Regions from separate parts of the Mus musculus genome. Here all the other regions are linked to region 2. A link is a contact called in public promoter capture Hi-C data. All regions are on one chromosome and are shown on one strand. Each heading gives the region's core, a stretch centred on a gene start, on an enhancer-like site or on the middle of the called end of the contact. The rest is flanking DNA. Distances are from core to core; before and after follow the strand shown. Region 1 holds the start of Grhl1 (grainyhead like transcription factor 1). Region 2 holds the start of Trappc12 (trafficking protein particle complex 12). Region 3 holds the start of Kidins220 (kinase D-interacting substrate 220).

Region 1 (3,665 bases), core at 854-3,353, 4.2 Mb before region 2:
GTGTATGCATACATATATAATTTTCTTAAATTTGAAACTATCAAGTAAAGAAAGAACAGGCCCCAGGCCCCAGAGTTGCCCCAGGGCTGAGCACAGAGGCTGGAAACCGCTCTGAGCATCATGTCTGTGGTTACTGACTAGAGCGCTAGCACCTCAGAGAACTGAGAACACAGGGTTGGGAGGTGAGAGGCAGCTAGCACAGGACAAAGGCATGGTCAGCCCTTAGCAAGAACACACCTGTCTCCCTGGTCCATCATCTCTCAGTGGCCTCCCAGCTCACCTGACTGCCCTCTCTGCTCTCCTGGCTCTTCTCCCTCTGAGCCTTTGATGTTGGAGGCTCCAGGACCCAGGGGCTCCTCCCTGCCTTAGGGCTTCAGCCATTTCAAGGCTTTGAATTCTTCCCTCAGGATGATCTTGCCCAGAGGTCAATTTTTGGTCCAGATCTCCCACTGGAACTCCAGTCTAGTATCCATCTGCGTGACTCATGTACTCAGAAGGAAAATGAATTTTAAACTTAGCACATCCTAAACAGGACCCTTGCCCACTTATAAACTGCTATGTCTGCTGTCCCTCGCCATCTCAGAGGCAGCAGTCACTCTATCCAGCTGCTCAGCTGAAACCTCTGGTCGTTCTGAACAAGAATGACTTTGGTTGCTGTTGTCAAAGTTTCACTTTGGGCCTGGCCTGGAACTGGAGAGCCTCCTGCCTCAACTCCTGAGTCCTGGGATTGTCTGCACACCATCTGTCAGAGGTGCTCTCTAACCTGCCCTTTGGGTCTCAGAGAATCCTGTTCGTTTGAACACAGAGGCATCTAGAATTCAAACCCTTCTCAGTGTCCCATCACCCCGGGTCATGCTTCTGGCTACTATTTATCTTTTGCTTGTCTCTTTTGAAATTGCCTCCTGCTGATTCCCTACCATTCAGTGACCAGATTATTTGAAAACACGAGTGAAGTCTGTCTATGCCCTACCGCAAGTCCTTCAAAGCTTCCTCACTTAAGGCCTTACAGAAACCCGCGGGGCTCTACAGTTTGCACCAGTGCCCAGTTACTCTCTGGCCACACTGCTTTCCTAGCTCCTCAGTGGACACACTCGTGTCTCCTCTATCACGGTCTATAGCTGTGCCTTCACCCTTATGCCCACCCCCTCGCCATCTACATCTTTAAACCCAGAGAGCTCCACTCTACTTTCCCCATCCACCTGCAAAGAGTGCCATCTCTCTCCGCACACCAAAGGAGTCACCGTGACTCTCAAAGTAGGACGCTCTAGGAGGCAGGAAAATTTGCCTGCTCTGTCTCTGCCTTGTCCTCTCTGTCTAGGTCCCTGTCTCTACTGTTGTAGGCCTGAGGCTGAGGTTAAAGAAACCGACCCATAGGAAAATGGTTTAAAAAGGGGTTAGGATATGGGAGGAAAAAGTGGAAGCCAATCTGGAGCTGGCCAAACAGAAAGACCACACAGGTAGTAGGTAGGGGTTGAGGATGCTAAAGTCCAAATATAGCGCTGGGCAGATGAAGAGCCAAGCAAGTTCAGATGCCCTCAGGAGGCTGGTGGGGACCTCTGGGGCTTGGGAAGGTGTCTTAGAGTGATGCTTTTGACACTTGATAGGTGCCCAATAAACAGGGACCGCTGGCCGGGGAAACGTGGGTTATTAAGAGGCTGTGCAGATTGGCGACTGTCACATGGTGGGCACTGAGAGATGAACCAGAAGGAAACCTCCAAACCTGCACAGCTGCAAAGAAATTCCCTAGGTATTTCCCAGGCAGAGGCCTTGGGGCCGGAGAACTGACCGCGAGAGAGAACTGGAAGGTGAAACGCGCCCACGCGGGTGTGCGCCGAAGCCTCTCGGCGCCGGCGGCACTACCGGCCGGCGCCACCGGGGCCAGCCGCGCGCAAGCTCCCCAGCGCCGCTGAGCACCGCCGAGCACCGCGTGGCCCCCGCCCTCCGGTCCGCCCCCAGGCTCCTCCCCAGAGCTCCATCTCACCAATCAGGAGGAGCTCCCTCCTCCCAGTTCCAGAAGCTCCGCCTTGGGCCGGAGCTCCGCCAGCCAATGGGAGGCCGAGCCCAGCGCCCAGTGCGCGCAGCCCGCGCCGAGCCGGCTCAGAGCGAGAAAAGCGAACCCAACCCGTCGGGGCCGCCGCTCCGGACCCACCGCCTGCCGCCGCGCGCCGCCCGCCGCCGCCTCCTCCCCCCGGATCGGGTGTACTGTCCCAACCCGAAAGTCCAGTTCTGCGGCCCGGCAGCGGCGAGCGAGCGCGATGACACAGGAGTACGACAAGTGAGTGAGGCGCGGGCGCGAGTCCGGCCAGGGCCCGGGGGCCACCGCACCTGCCGCGGCGACGGCGCGGGTTCCGGGAGCTGGGAGGACAGGCTGGGTGGGGCGAGGCTAGGGGGTGGGGGGGGACACTCGGCCTGTCGTCTAAGGGCTCCCGGGCTCCCGGGCCCCGCGCTCATGGACCGGTGGGGACGGGTGGACCCTGGGCAGCCTCCTGTCACCTGCGGAGCTGCCGGAGCGAGAGATCTAGGGGAAGGTTGAAGTGTCCGCTGCCCGCGCGTTTTCTTCACTCCGGCTGCTGTGTGAGAAATCTGCTGTGGGTGTTCTTGGGCCCTTGCATCACCGATGGTAATTACAGAAGACTATTTTTGCCGTTTGGGAATATCAAGAGGAAGAAACTGCACGCAGGGTGATAAAGTTAGAGACCACTGTCGAATCGGGATTGCTTTTTAGAGTTTGGGACATAAGAAAGCAGCGAGAAATGTTCAGTGATGATGTAAGATGTGATCAGACGTTGGCAGGACTTGTGTGGGGGCAGTTCTCGATTTTACTCGCAACTTTTCTATAAATATGAAGATGTTCTGAAAGATCAAGTCTGTCTTATCTCGGCTCAGTAAATCTGGAGTGAAGAATTGGTTTCATAGTTAACTTGTTAAGGGTGGATTTTTCTCATGCTTGTTTTCTGATGAAGGTTAGCTGAGTGTGGAATCAGTAAGAGATTAATCTTGTCTTGTAGAAAATGAAGTTCAGGTAGTGCTCGGCTTTCCTTTTAGAATCCTGACCTATAACTCTTGAAGGTCTGAGGCTCATTTGAAAACACCCATGAACCTTCAGGGCCGGAGCAACAACTTGCTCTTCTTGAAGAAGTGGGCTGCAATTGTTCATGTGTTTATTTCTCTACTTACTGACTAGGCAAAAGTCCCAGTGCCAGCCTCTTGGCCTTAGGCATACTTTGGAAATATAAAATGCCTTCAGGGTAATTGCAGACATAAAGCCACTTGGAAAATATTTATTTTCTGATGCTTGTACCAATGTTGGATGGGATGGGAGAAGGGAAGCTTGAAAAACTAGCATTACGACTGTTGAGCGAGCCAACTGCTGTCAGAGTCTTCTGGAAGTGGCTATTAGACTATTAATAATAGCTCAGCAGTACACCAGAGACTCTCACCACGGAACCGGAACCGCCATCTCTATCGGCCTCAGGACCCAAAGGCTTGCTTGCGGGGAATGCTAGGTTGTGTATTGCTTTCTTCGGATAAAACTTGAGATTTATAAAGATAAGCCTTCTTGATTCTTTTTATGTTTCAAAATAATAAGCTGCTTCCAGATGTAAGCCCTCAGACTCGTCTTTTTTCCTCCCCTTTTCAAAGATGTCCTTTTTTTTCTTCTTCTA
Region 2 (3,433 bases), core at 181-2,680:
TGGCCATCAAATTTTTCTTTTGAGACTGGGTCTTATGTACCCAAAGCCACAGTAAACTTAACTGTTGCTATGTATCAAGGACCACTTTGATCTCTCTCTCTCTCTCTCTTCCCCCCCGCCCCCCGACAGGGTTTCTCTGTATAGCCTGTCCTGGAACTCTCTCTGTAGATCAGGCTGGCCTTGAACTCAGAAAACTGCTTGCCTTTGACTCCCAATTGCTGGGATTAAAGGCATGCACCAACACTGCCCGACCACTTATTTGTTTTTAAAGAGAGAGTTTCTCCAAGTAGCCCTGGCTGTCCTGGAACTCACTCTGTAGATCAGGCTACCCTCGAACTCAGAGATCAGTCTGCCTGTGCCTCCTGAGCGCTCAGAGAAAAGGACCACCACTGCCAAGAGCAATCACAGACCTGCAGTTCCTTCCTGCAACAGCATACACACACTCCGATTTCACCACACACTGGCTGGCTGATACTTTTTTTTTTTTAACATTTATTTAGCTTTTTAATATGTGTGAGAGTTTGTTTTTATAAATCAAGGTCGTAGGTAACCTAAGCTGGCCTTAAATTTGTTATATAGCCTAAGACGACTTTGAACTCCTGAACATCCTGCCTCTACTTCTCAAATGATACAGGCTCAGCACCAACACCTCGTCTTACTGTATTTATTCATTTGTCTATTTATGGTCAGAAGACAATCATGTGGAAGAACAACTCTTCTTCCATCGTGTGGGTCCTGTGGATGCAGCTCAGATTATCAGGAATGGTGACAGACACTGAGCCATCCTGTCAACCCTTGTTTTAGTTTTTAGACTCTATTCATTCTTTCTTTCTTTTGAGGGGGTTGGGGTGTCTCCCTATTTAGCCCAGACTGACCTCAAACTTAAAATATTCCACATCACAATCTCCCGAATGCTTACAGGAAGGAATCACTTTTCCCACACAACACTACTCATTCGTCAGTGGTCAGGTTATGTCTATGGCACCCCATCCTCTATCTCTTAACCCCGACTCTGGCTTACTGCAGTGCTTCATTTATTGTGGGGCTATGACACACCGAGGTCGACAGGAGCAAAAGTTGGGGCAAACCAAAAACATAGCTCGAACACTGGTGATGTAACACGGGCACCTTCTAAGCATGCTAACGAACCCGCACTTTATACACATAAAACCGAGGTCAGGAGGGTGTGTACCTTGTCCAAAACCACAGGGAGCACACAGAATTGGCTAAAGCCCGAAGGAGCCAGCCCCTCGTGGGGCTACTCTGCGTGGCCGAGAGCGGTTGATTACGCGAGGACGCCGCCCTCTGTGGGAAGGTCAAGGGTACCGGCGACCCTCCTCACTGCGACCCGCTCCTCACCTGCCACCCGCCCCTGAGGTCGGGTCACCCACAGGCGAAAAGGGTCCGAAGAGATGACGGAAGACCGGAAGTAAACTCAAGATCCAAGGTCCCGCGCGTTTGTGCGTCTGCGTGTGCTGGCCGCGGAGACCCGACTTCCGCACATGCTCAGTTTGGGAGCCGCTAAGCTCTCCACTGGAAGCCGGGCGCATATCCGGCTCAAGAGCTGTGGGCGGGGCCTAAGGCCAAACTGGGTAGGGGACAAGGATGGTCCTGGAGATTGAAGAAAATCGTCTGTCCTTGGGCCTGTCACCAACCAAGGATGTTTTTTCCTAGGATTTTATCTTTGTGCTAGTTGATTCTCCACGTTTCCCCCCTTGTGTCTGTGGCAGTGTGTGCTAACATCCGTAAAGTTGCGGGGAGGAATTAAGGAGTCAAGAGTCAGCCTTGCTTGCTGAACTCATGGTTGGTTGAGAATCGTCCTCAAGTCAAGAACCTTGCTTTCTTGATTTTCTGTGTCACATTTCTATGACAACGTAAAAACACAGCTCTCATCTCAAAGGGAAGAAGAATTTATTCTGTGAGTGACTATAGCTTGGGAACATAGATTCAGGTCACCGTAGATTCTGCCCTACATGATAACAATTTGATGAAGTTTTACAGTAACAACCAAAAATACCTACTTCTTAAGCACACTTCGGAAGCAGTGGGTAGGTGGGTAGGTCTCAGGTGCTATCTCATGACTTTCATAGCTTTGGGATCGGTGGAAGCTAGTTGCCAGAGGTTTTATCAGAAAGTCAAGGTAAGACAAAGGTGGGCAATGGATGACTACTAAGGGGGCTAATGGTAGCATCACAGAAACTGCTGTCATGAAGGTCAGTCAAGAGATAATGGCAAAGTCAAAACACAGAAGAAACGCGTGTGGAGATCCAGAACTTCATAGAACCAAGACAGTTCATTTCCTATGGTGCATTCTTGCAGTATTTTCCATGCCAGGTCCTAGAGCCTTCTGTCTCTGAGAGCTCTGGACAGTTTAGATCGTGGGCTTAGTTGTGTCTCTGTGCAGGACTGGGTGGTTACGTGAAGTGCACACCGCTCGCTGTATGTCACTGCCCACTTACACCATCACCACAGTCTTGACTCAAGCTTGCAGCATCTTATCTTTAAATGGACATCTAAGAGCCTGCTTCTGAGGCTGGATCGAAGGTCCTGGCAGTGGGTTGGGCAGTGCTCTGGTGCTCAGGACCACGGTTTAGGAGTAAAGCTCTGCCAACCATAATGCCAAGTTAACTGTTCTCTTTAGGGCTCAGATCTTTGGAACTTGAGGGAGCAGCGCAGGATAAGAGCGCCGCCCTGATGGACGTCCATTCCCGCTGCTTTTGCTCCGGGCCCGGCCTTCCAACCCAGGATCTCCTGTAGCTGCTGGGTCTCATGAAAGGCCAAATGAGCATGCGCAGAATAAAGGCCCAGCTGCCATTGGCCACCGGGGAGGAGCGTATTGATGACGCGACGAAGAAAACAGGAAGTGAGCCGTCAGGGAGCCGGTCTGGGTCTCGTAGTCCATTTTTCAGGCGGGGAATGAATGGGTTCTGAGCGATCCCTGGTGAGGGGGGACTCGAGCTCTGAGGCGTGAGTAGCTGGGTAGGCAGAGTATCATGGAAGACGACGCCCCGGTGATTTACGGGCTGGAATTCCAGGTGAGCATGGCGGAGTCGGTGAGGTGCCGCCTGTGCCTGGCCCTCACCAGAGAGCGCCCACACTCAGTCTGGTTCCAAGGATTCTGGGCTTCAAGGCCCGGATTTGGGGAGAGGGTACGCGCAGGGAGTGTGGCCAAGTGAGGGCCAGGGCTGGCATAGACAGCAGAGGGTGAGCACTCGGCCTCGCAGGTGACTTGATTACACTCGCACTTCTGGGGTCTTGAGTAGCAATTATTGACCATTGAGTTGTGTGTTGGATACTGCTCAGTACAAGAGCATTAAAGAGGGACTTCGTGGGGAGGGGAGTTGCTGGCTGGCTGGTCTGTTATGAAGCATTTTGCTCACTCAGGTTGGAAATATACTTGCCTTTTTCCTTATGAACTTTTTATTTCAATAGC
Region 3 (3,493 bases), core at 340-2,839, 3.8 Mb before region 2:
TACATGAAGGAGGGTCTGGGAGACTTGCATGAGAAATGAGTTGGAAGGCTAGGGCCAGGAACCTTCAGCCAATCTTTCTCAAATGTGAGCTGAGCCCCTGGGGGTAGCCCCCAAGGGCACAGGAACTACATTTCTGCAGCTATTTCTCTTCAGTGAGATCTTTTCAGTGACCTCTCTCACCCCTTGATAACATTCTCCCTCCCCTTCCCTCCCTTCTCTCCTTCCTTCCTCTTCTTCATCTTCTTCTTCTTCCTCCTCCTCTTGAGACAGGGTTTCACTATGCAGCCAGCCTCTAACTCACAGAGATTCCCCCTGCCTCTGCTTCTGAGTGCTGAGGGCAAAGGTGTGTACCACGAAGCCCAGTGTGTCTATTAGCAGAAAATACTGGCCAGTTTGCCCTGGCAGGGTTTGAAGGGGAAGGCAGGCAGAACAGGGCAAGGTCTGTGAGGGCACGCCTTCCAAGAGCCTCACTCCCAGGTGCTGTGGGGAACGGGCTCCACGGATGGGGGGGGCAGTACTGAAGAGTTTAACTGAGAAGTGCTTAGTGTCCTGACAGATAAGAAGAGTTCTGGGTAGGGAGAGGAGTTGAGAGAGTCGGCAGCCCATGGGGGAGTAAAAGGTTTAAAATAGATCTGAGTGATTAACACAGGAACTGCTTAGACAGTATGGGGTGATATGTGAGATAACTTTCCACTTCCTGTGGGGGTCCCACTCACTTCCGGAGATGGATCAGGAGGGAGCCTATAATATCGGCCATATTGGGGATGAGACTGACCGTGGGCAGAACTCTGGAACTCTGAATTAATTAAGGTAGGTGGAACCTGGGAAGGAGTACCATGCCTGGAAGAAGACTAGGAAATGGGTGTCAGGAGGCCCTTTGAAGGGAATATTGCCAGGATGGGGTTGCTGATGGTGGTCAGGGATCAGTTAATAGCATTTGGTGATACTTCTGCAGAGGTGGGAAGAGCAAAGTCTGGAAGGGCCTTGGGGGGTTGGGGCGGGGGGTCCTCAGCTGGAAGGAGGCAGTATGGACGTCTGCGGAGGCAGTGCATTCTTCCGATGATGGAGAAGGCAGATTTCGGACTTCTGGACCCTGGAAGGAGGAACTAAGCGACTTTCATTTGCAAAGTGGGCAATGGCTTCCAAAGTTGTAATTGTTGTTTATTTCTCTGAATTATTGCTTATAATGCCAGGTACGGGTTATAAATTAACTTTCAAAAGCGCGAATGACAGGGAAAAATATTGCCTGGGGCACCTGTGAAAAATACACTAATTTAGCTGGGTCAGCTGGGAGGTGGAGGCAGGAGGATCGGGAGCGTAAAGGTCATTCTTGGCTACATAGCAAGTTTGAAGCCTGCTTGGGCGACTTTGACTCTGTATCAAAACCAACCCAACCCAACCCAACCTAACCCAACCCAAACCATCTGAAGCCAAACCAGGCAAAGAAGCAATGTTTCCATTCCTTTAAAATAGAGGGAAGGGCGTCCAAGCCACTTCAGCACCTGCAACTCCTCCCACACTGCCCCCTCCAGGAGGCGTGGCCACAAGGAGCACCGCCCACCACACGACCACGTGACCTGTCAGTTCCTGACTCCTAGGAAGATGGCCGCCGGGCGTGGTGCGGGCATAGCTGTGTGCTCTTGGCGTCTTGTCCTCTGACAAGGTCTGCGGCGCTGTTCTGCAGAGCTGAGGGCGCCGTCTTCGGCCAGGCCGTGACACGGTCAGTGCGGAGGCGGAGAGGTCGGGTGAGGCAGAGCGACAGTGTCCGAGGCTGGGGGAGGGGGGAGGGGAAAGGGAGACGAGTCTGTCGGTGGCACCGGAGAGGGGGAGGGGGCCGGGATCGGAGGCTGGGTGCGGGGCGTCCGGGCGTCGGGCGAGGTCGGTGCAGCCAAGCGCGGAAGGCAGGCGCTCCGGTGCGGCGTTCTCCCGTGGGCACTGACTCCAGGCCCAGGCCGCTTTCCTTGTTGTCACACCCATCACTTAGTGAGTCCCGCAGCCGGTGCCCCTGAGCCTTACCTTCTTGGTTGCTTTGCTTTCCAGGGAGGAGAAGTTGTTTTCTTCTGTGCTAAATTGCCGAACCCACTGCCCCCATTGTCCTGTGCAGGCTTTTAAACGCCTTGCAAGATGCCCGCAAGCCCCCGAATAGAACGCGTCCATGTTTGCTTTGTGGGGATTTGTATACATTTTTTTTCCCTAGGTTGTCTTCACGTTTAAACCATTTTAGACCATTTTCTCATTAATAACTGTTTGTGGAGCTCTCTGCCCCCTAGAGGTGCTTGCTAAAAATGCACCGGTTTTGCTTTTCAGAGCTTCCCATTTCTTGGTGTGGGGTGTGGCTGAGGAAAAACCTCTTGGAGGTGATTCTGATGGGTTAGTCCCCCGCTCTCTTTTTGACGCTACGAAAAAACAAAGCGTCTACAGTAAAAGGAAAAGACACATAATCTATTTTTAAGGGCAGTTGGGTGTCTGGTTCAGAGCCAAGACTGGAAATGCTGTGGCAAGGTGCGTTCTTTGTTCTCAAGCTTTACAACGACAGTCAGTCAACTTGATCAGACCGACTTGGGGGTCCTTGTTAAAAATTTGTTTCTGAGCTTCACCACAGGCCTGCAAAAATGGGACTATTTGGGTCAGGAGACAAATAATTGCACACCAGTTTGAGAATCCTTTTAAACACTCTGAGAATGGTTTCCAGATTTATCTTTGGCATCTCGTTTCCATAAATTCTTTTCTCTTTTTCATTTTTTTCTACCTTCCCTCCTTCCCTCCCTCCCTCCCTCCCTCCCTCCCTCCTTTTTCTCCTCCTCCTTCATCCCCCTCTTCTCCTTTTTTTCCTCTCCCTCCCTGGTCTTCTTAATATGTAGCCCTGGTCTGCTTGGAACTGATAGAGATCAGCCTGCTTCTGCCTCCCAGGCCCCTGTGCCACTACATCATTCTCTAGTTATCAGCTCTTTAAGGGTATCCCCACAGCCCCAATCAATTCTAAGGTGGCTGGTTGGAAGGGGCACACATATGTAACGAAATGCCTGCTGCCTTCTTTCCTAGACTTTCCCATTTCCTCCCACCTCTCCTCTTTTCTTTCCCTTCCATCCCTGCACGCATGGGTGCTCTTTCTCTGGTGTTCATGACAACAACACTAACATTGTTTTTCTTTCCCAGTCACATGGTCGTTTATTATTTTCCTTATCTCTGGATATTTTGTTCTGTCCAAAATTCAAACTTTGGGAATTCTATTTGGTTAAACGTAATGTCTTGCATTTCTTTTCCACTTTAATTGCCTGATTCCTTTCCTGTAGGCTGTCTGTTTTGGTCCCTAACTTGTGCCTAGAGTTCTGATTCTTTTTTTTTTTTTTTAAGTCTATATTGTGTATGCATGCACTGCTAAATTATATTTTTCTATATATGATCCCGTGTGAGCCTGCCATCCCCTTTTCCAGCTTTTGTTGAAGAATGTCAGTTTTATTTTTCTTCACTGAATTCCTGAATGTTTGGAAGG

What was found. Promoter capture Hi-C pulls out the DNA fragments that hold promoters and counts their contacts.
Region 1: a contact with region 2 is called in a promoter capture Hi-C map of pre-B cells. The contact joins the promoter of Grhl1 here to the promoter of Trappc12 in region 2. A contact is called at or near these places in 2 of 39 promoter capture datasets (cranial neural crest and pre-B cells).
Region 3: a promoter capture Hi-C map of pre-B cells shows a contact between it and region 2. The contact joins the promoter of Kidins220 here to the promoter of Trappc12 in region 2. A contact is called at or near these places in 1 of 39 promoter capture datasets (pre-B cells) and 1 of 484 Hi-C or Micro-C datasets (B cells).

The regions. Positions count from the first base shown.
Region 1 is chr12:24,570,184-24,573,848 of GRCm38.p6, forward strand. It overlaps Grhl1 (grainyhead like transcription factor 1), which reads left to right and starts at 2,104. Exons shown (of 16, transcript NM_001161406.1): 1 at 2,104-2,275. The coding sequence starts at 2,256.
Region 2 is chr12:28,748,970-28,752,402 of GRCm38.p6, forward strand. Trappc12 (trafficking protein particle complex 12) reads right to left here and starts at 1,431. Exons shown (of 12, transcript NM_178811.5): 1 at 1,193-1,431. It overlaps Eipr1 (EARP complex and GARP complex interacting protein 1), which reads left to right and starts at 2,850. Exons shown (of 9, transcript NM_201357.3): 1 at 2,850-3,035. The coding sequence starts at 2,994.
Region 3 is chr12:24,973,343-24,976,835 of GRCm38.p6, forward strand. Kidins220 (kinase D-interacting substrate 220) reads left to right here and starts at 1,590. Exons shown (of 32, transcript NM_001081378.1): 1 at 1,590-1,720. It overlaps Gm36236 (a long non-coding RNA gene), which reads right to left and starts at 2,255. Exons shown (of 2, transcript XR_381341.3): 1 at 2,017-2,255; 2 at 1-1,771.